2 separate regions of the Zea mays genome follow, and region 1 is linked to region 2. Evidence: chromatin contacts called from public Hi-C data. All regions are on one chromosome and are shown on one strand. Each heading gives the region's core, a stretch centred on a gene start, on an enhancer-like site or on the middle of the called end of the contact. The rest is flanking DNA. Distances are from core to core; before and after follow the strand shown. Region 1 has its middle 52 kb from the start of LOC103626730. Region 2 holds the start of LOC100501360.

Region 1 (3,137 bases), core at 622-3,121, 160 kb after region 2:
TTGGCTTGTAATATTACAGACCCAACTAGAAGAGATGGAGGCGAGGATAATGGCGGAGCGGGCGGCGGCTGATCAGAGAATGGCGGAGATGTTCCAGTACATGCAGAGCCTTGGCGCCGCACAGGGCATCGCTCCGCCACCTCCATTGTTCCCCCCAGTTGACCCTACTCTCTTCCACACTCCTGTGAGTATCAAAATTGTAGTTAGATGTTTGTAATGCATCTGGTATAACACATGCTATCTCTTCTCTGTGCAGGGCCAATCTGGGGCGGCATCCAACAACCCTCCGGAAGGGTTCAGCCCAACGCAACCCCGGCCAAACCGCCCACCTCCATGAGTCATTGTTTTAGACTTCAGAACTTATGTACAATACTTATGTTTCTGTTTGATACTTATGTGAGAGCTTGCGACGTTTGAGACTTATGTTTGTGTTTAATACTTGTGTTGAACACTTATGTTTGTGATGGATATTTATGTTTGTGGTCACGGTTTTATGTTTGTGCTGGCTATTTATGTTTGTGATGATATCTGTGATGTATATATGTGATATATATGTGATATCTTCTGTTTGTGTGGATGGAAAACAAAAAACAAATAAAAAAGGTACATACTGGTCACTTTGCCGAGTGTTACACTCGGCAAAGAGGCTCTTTGCCGAGTGTCTGGGTCATAACACTCGGCAAAGAGCACAGACCTGGGCACCGGCTTAGGTTCTTTGCCGAGTGTTATGTCGCTGGCACTCGGCAAAGAGGTCGGCTTTGCCGAGTGCCAATTGGGACACTCGGCAAAGAGCCTGACATGGGGACCCTCCCTGGCGGGCTCTTTGCCGAGTGTCCCAAATGGCACTCGGCAAAGATATCATCGTTGCCGAGTGTCACCGTTGACACTCGGCAAAGCCGCCGTCTCCGTCAACCGGCGCCGTAACGGTCACTTTTCTTTGCCGAGTGCTCCCTGACACTCGGCAAAGATATTTGCCGAGTGCCCGAGAAAAAGTACTCGGCAAAGAAGTCTTTGCCGATGCACTGTTTGCCGAGCCTTCTTTGCCGAGTGTTACACTCGGCAAAGCCTTTGCCGAGTGTTTTTAGGGCTTCGCCGAGTGCTTCCGGTACTCGGCGAAGCTATTGATTCCGGTAGTGACTAAATGAGTATGTTACTGTGAAGAATCAAGGATAACCTTAGGATTCTGAGAAATTTGTTTATCCGGATTCTCCCCCCGTGGGATTCAAATGCGTCGATGTCCACAAACTTGTACGTAACTTGAGGGGCAAAATTCAAATGGTGTTATTAGTACATTTGTTTGTTCACAAACTTGGTTTTGTTTTAATTTTCTTTGACAGAGTCAAGGGCTAGCCACCACATTAATTAATCGTCTATGTACACAGCTGGTCGCTGCACCTAATTTCGTGTAGCCTGGCAGTCAACATCGCAGCAATGCAAGTAGCTATAGTATTGGAACTCATAGCTCGTCGCGCCAAATTAAACTGTATGTATCCTTTACATATATGCATAAACAAAATAGCGTATTTCCTTGAACCGGAAGGCTAGCTGTTGCGTGTTGCCTCCTAAACGACACGACACGCGATTAGGTATACCGACACCGACGTACGTAACCATGTGCGTCGTTGCCCTCTCGCGCAGGCGTACGTGCAGTGCCCGTTCGTACGTTCCAGTGCAAAAGCCGTTTCGACGTCGACGCCACATCCAGGCGGTTTCCCGGCGCGGGGCTGTCTGCGCAGTGACCGGTCCACTCCACCGACGCACCAGCCGCCACGCAACGGCGAAGCAACGCGCGAGCTTCGGAGATGATGATCCATGCCATCGGCCCACAACAAGGCAGTCCGAAACGGCCCGCGAGGCAGGTCGGGTGGCCCACTGGCCCGGTGAGTACCCTTTGTCTAGGAACTACCGCGTCGGCTCGGGCCCTGGTGGGCTGTGGGCAAGCCGTATTTTTTGCCACTCAGCTGGGCTGCTTACAGGATTTAGATGGAACTGGTAAGGTGCCCGTTGTGATTCCTTACCCAAACCCAACCAGGCTCTATTATGCACCGGACGCGTCTACTACAGCTCTCCTGTATAATTCTTAGGGCCCTAGGACTCCTTTTTCTAGGCTACTTTAACAAATCTGTCACAAATTCTACGTGCTCCTTGTTTGGCTTCTCCGTGAAAAAAAGGAAAGACCTCTTTCCAAAACCCAGACGAAGCTAGGAGCGCAAAAAACAAGCTTCTGCCGTGGCTCTCGCGTTTTTTTCTCTCCCGTGGGTCCCACATTGCACACAAAAAAAGAAAGCTAACGAACAGGTTGTGCAAGTATTTTGAACCGCGAACGTACACGCTGCATGCGCGCGGTGCCGAATCTCTAATTACAGTTTTCATTTTTATTTATTTATTTATTTATTATTGTGTTATTTAATGTATCGGTAAATAATATATATAAGGGAGGGGAGCTGCTTTTCTAACCAAACAGGATGCTCTACTACAGGGACGGAGTCAGAAAAAAGTTTAGGAGGGACTGAACTAAATTGTTGTGTCGTCGTTTCGGACCCGGGTCCCTAGACCGACGAGTAAATTTGTCGAGATGGAACACAAGGGAGAAACGCGGCTCGTATTATCTTGCACTAGCGGGGTGTGCTCGTAGTAGGGGTTACAAGCGTTCGCGAGAGAGAGGGTGAGCCTGTTCGTTAGCTCGTTCCCCCGCGCGACCCTCTCGCATGAAGGCCCTGGACCTCCCTTTTATAGATGCAAGGAGAGGGTCCAGGTGTATAATGGGGGATGTAGCTTACATGCCAACGTGGTTGTCGGAGAGGTGCTAGAGCCCTGCGTACACGGTAACGTGGCCGTCGGAGAGGTGCCTAAGCCCTGTAGAAGCACAGCTGTCGGTGCTGCTGGGATCCTGTTGACGTCTCCTTGCTTCCGTAGGGGGCTGAGAACCACCATCGTCATGGACGCACACGGGGAGTCGTCATTACTTGTTACCGGGGCGAGCCAGATGTGACGCCGGTCTTGTTCCCCCGTAGCCTGAGCTAGCTAGGGGTAGGGTAATGATGTATCCCCCGTGGCGCGGTCGGTCCGAGCCCAAGGTCGGGCGAGGCGGAGATTTCTCCTGAGGCCGAGGCCGGGGTCGGGCGAGGACGCGATTC
Region 2 (3,035 bases), core at 301-2,800:
CATCGGATGAAAGCGACGAATATATGTATGTGTTTGATGCTTACACGTAGACAATCGATTCCAACCCACACAGCGAGAACACTGCAATGCAGCAGAAATGTAAGCAAAAACAGCGGTAGGAAGTATTGGTGCTTTAACTCTAAAAAAAGGTATTGGTGCTCACCAAGGCCAAGAAAAGCGAGGATTAGCATCGCCGCCGCAACAACTATCAGAACCTTCCTTCTATATTGCATTAGATTGGAGCAGCAACAACAAGAAGACGATCAGGAGTGGAGTAATGCACAGTCAGGAACCAAACGAACGAACAAGGTGCGGTGGTCGATCGACCGATGGCGTACACTGTCTCCAGGGCGGCGCGGATCTTGGCGGCGTTGCTGGCCGTGCGGGCGGCGAGCTCGTCGGAGGCCGCGCCCACCTTGCGCACGACGTCGTCGATCCTCCCCTTGACGTCGTCGGGCAGCGCGACGGGCCCCACGCCGGCGGCCTTGGCGGTCTCCAGGAAGCCCGTGAAGCGCTGCAGGTTGGCCACCGTGTCGCCCGACTGCCGCACCACGTAGTCCACCGTCGCCACCGTGCTGCCGTGGAACCTGCCCTGCCCGTCGTACAGCACGGCGCAGCCGACACTGCGACGGAGAGAGACGGCGTCCGTCGAGGTGTTATTTCGTACGTATATCGGAGACGAATCGGATGTCGACGCGATCGGGGGAATTTGGTTGTACGTACGCTGCCGCGGCCGTGGCGACGAGGAGGAGCACGAGCGAGACGCACAGGCACGCGCGCGAGTACGCGTCGCCGGCGCCCGGGCAGCAGCAGAAGCAGCAGCCGGCGATGAACAGCCCAATGCCGAACACGACGAACCAGACAGCCGCCGCCGCGAACACCGGCGCCGCGGTGAAGCCGACGGACTGGAGGATCGACGATCGCGCGCGAGGCGTCGCCGGAACCAACAGCGAAATCGAGGATCATAACAATGGATAACCAAAAAACGATCGATCAAGATGGGATCTGGAAGGAGAACTCACGGCCCAGTAGTGCTCGTCGCTGATGTTCCACCCGCCGGTGTAGTACCTCAGCCCATCGAGCGGGTCCTTCCGCTGCGTCTGCTCCGCCGCGAGCAGGAACGACGACGAGTTCGCCCCGGCCCCCGCCGCTGCCGCTGGAGACGACGATCCCAACATCTCAACCAAAGTTACATATACGCAATCCGAATTCTCGTTCCACGCGTCAAAAGTTCAAAACACACCACGGCGATATCGACGGGAGAGGAGGAAAAAAGAAACATAATTTTCAAGAACCTCACCTGACGCATCGGCCGCGTACAAGGGCGCCGAGACGAGGAAGATCAGGACGAGGGGGATCGCGCGGCGCGCCGCCGCGGCCATGGCCACGGGAGGACGTGCGTTTCTGCTTGAGTCAGTTGGTTGTCGCAAGCGAGTCAACACGGCGTCAGTAGTCGGGGTTCGAACGGCCGACTGCGGAGGAGGACGCGGAGCCGTGGGCCACGGAAGGGAAAGGGAAACCTAGCTGGTGACCACTTGACAGTTTGGTTGGTGGGTGGAATGTTTTTTTCTTAAAAGCTTGCAGATTTGGGAACGAGGGGATGGAATGGATGAAGAAAACGACGAGGTGCTAGATAGATAGACTGCCACAGCCAAAGCTAAGCTTGCGTTACTACTCGCCAAGAAACGACCATGCATGACTCACAACTCGCAAGCGGTCGTCCATAAATCCGATGCGAATTTGAATCGCAATGGGGGGGGGGGGGGGGGGGGGGGGGTGTTCGCAGACGAGTTCAGTGCTTCGTCGTGGAGCATGTTTTTGGTGGAATGGTTGTTGCGCGCTCCGGGATTCATGACGCGGTTCGCGGCAGCCGGCGGGGCAATGTATGCACATTCTGGGGTTGACGTTTGCGTCCAAGGATCGTGTGCCGGCCCGCGCCATGTGAAGGAGAAGGACTAACATGACCTGCATTATTAATGCCAACAAATGCTAGTAAAATATACTTCGTTCGGAGGTTAGGTGTGAAAACTTGTTCGATACACCTATGCTACCACCACCGGACACGGATAGTGATTTTACTGTACAGACATATATTTTCAATCTTAATATGACGCTTAATATATAATAAGATGCATTCTGGTCCATTAGATCATAGTCTAATCATAAATGTAACCGTAGTTTATTAGAGTTTTTTTTATATATAAATCTAAGTAAGCGAGTGGTGTAAGGGTTTAAGTGTTAAATGTGATATAAGGTTGGACTAGGTATGTGCCCGTACAGGAGTAAAAAAATTGTATGAAACATAAATACGGAACGACAAACATCATTATGATATGCAAAGTCACTGTGACAAACATTATCAATATCGCACAAATTATTTCTAAAGAGTCAATATAGAATTTTTAATAACAGACAAATGTGTAGACAATTTTCATATGCGTCGTGATTGCATCTCCCGTTCAGGGTTGGTCTCAGGCGAGTCGTGACTGCGTCTCTCGCCCGAGGTTAGCCTCAGGCGAGTCGTGACTGCGTCTCCTGCAAGAGGTTGGCCTCGAGCGTGCCGTGACTGCGTCTCCCGCCCGAGGTGGCCTCGGGTGAGTCGTACCTGCGTCTCCCGTCCCGGGGGCTGGCCTCGGGTGTCACACCGGATTTAAGAGGCAAACCCGGGGGCGTCTCATATGTGTGCCAAAAAAGATCAACGCATACAATGACTCACTGTATAGAGACGAAGGTCACAAACTTTATTAGATAACAAAATGTCTTACATAATAACTGATAATAAATAAATCGAACTAATATTATTTCCTTGGCGCCATCAAGCTGAGTGGGAGACGACATCTAGACCTCGTCGAACTCGTTATAGTAGTCTTCCTCCGGTGGCACCTGCTCTTCACCTGGGGGGTTATCACTAGAGTGAGCTCACAAAAGTTCATCGCTCAAGAAGTGTGGGGGATAATGTGCATGAGCTCACTTACAGTGCGGGCTCATGTATAGTGTAAGGCTGATCAACAAATAATGGTTAAGGATGAGCGTTG

The links. A called contact is a pair of places that touch in the nucleus more often than the background predicts.
Region 1: a Hi-C map of leaf shows a contact between it and region 2, with 7 times the contacts expected there. The contact joins the enhancer-like site here to the promoter of LOC100501360 in region 2. A contact is called at or near these places in 2 of 25 Hi-C or Micro-C datasets (endosperm and leaf).

Annotation. Positions count from the first base shown.
Region 1 is chr5:97,349,665-97,352,801 of Zm-B73-REFERENCE-NAM-5.0, forward strand. No RefSeq gene overlaps it. Among protein-coding and RNA genes, the nearest start is that of LOC103626730, 52 kb to the right of the region's middle. Within about 2 kb of position 1,872, at least 17 of the 20 cell types and tissues checked have an H3K27ac peak or open chromatin away from gene starts, as enhancers often do. A contact at or near this core is called in endosperm and leaf, where this site is marked.
Region 2 is chr5:97,193,367-97,196,401 of Zm-B73-REFERENCE-NAM-5.0, forward strand. LOC100501360 reads right to left here and starts at 1,551. Exons shown (of 8, transcript NM_001196103.1): 1 at 1,301-1,551; 2 at 1,023-1,156; 3 at 724-905; 4 at 339-623; 5 at 164-222; 6 at 45-81. The coding sequence starts at 1,382.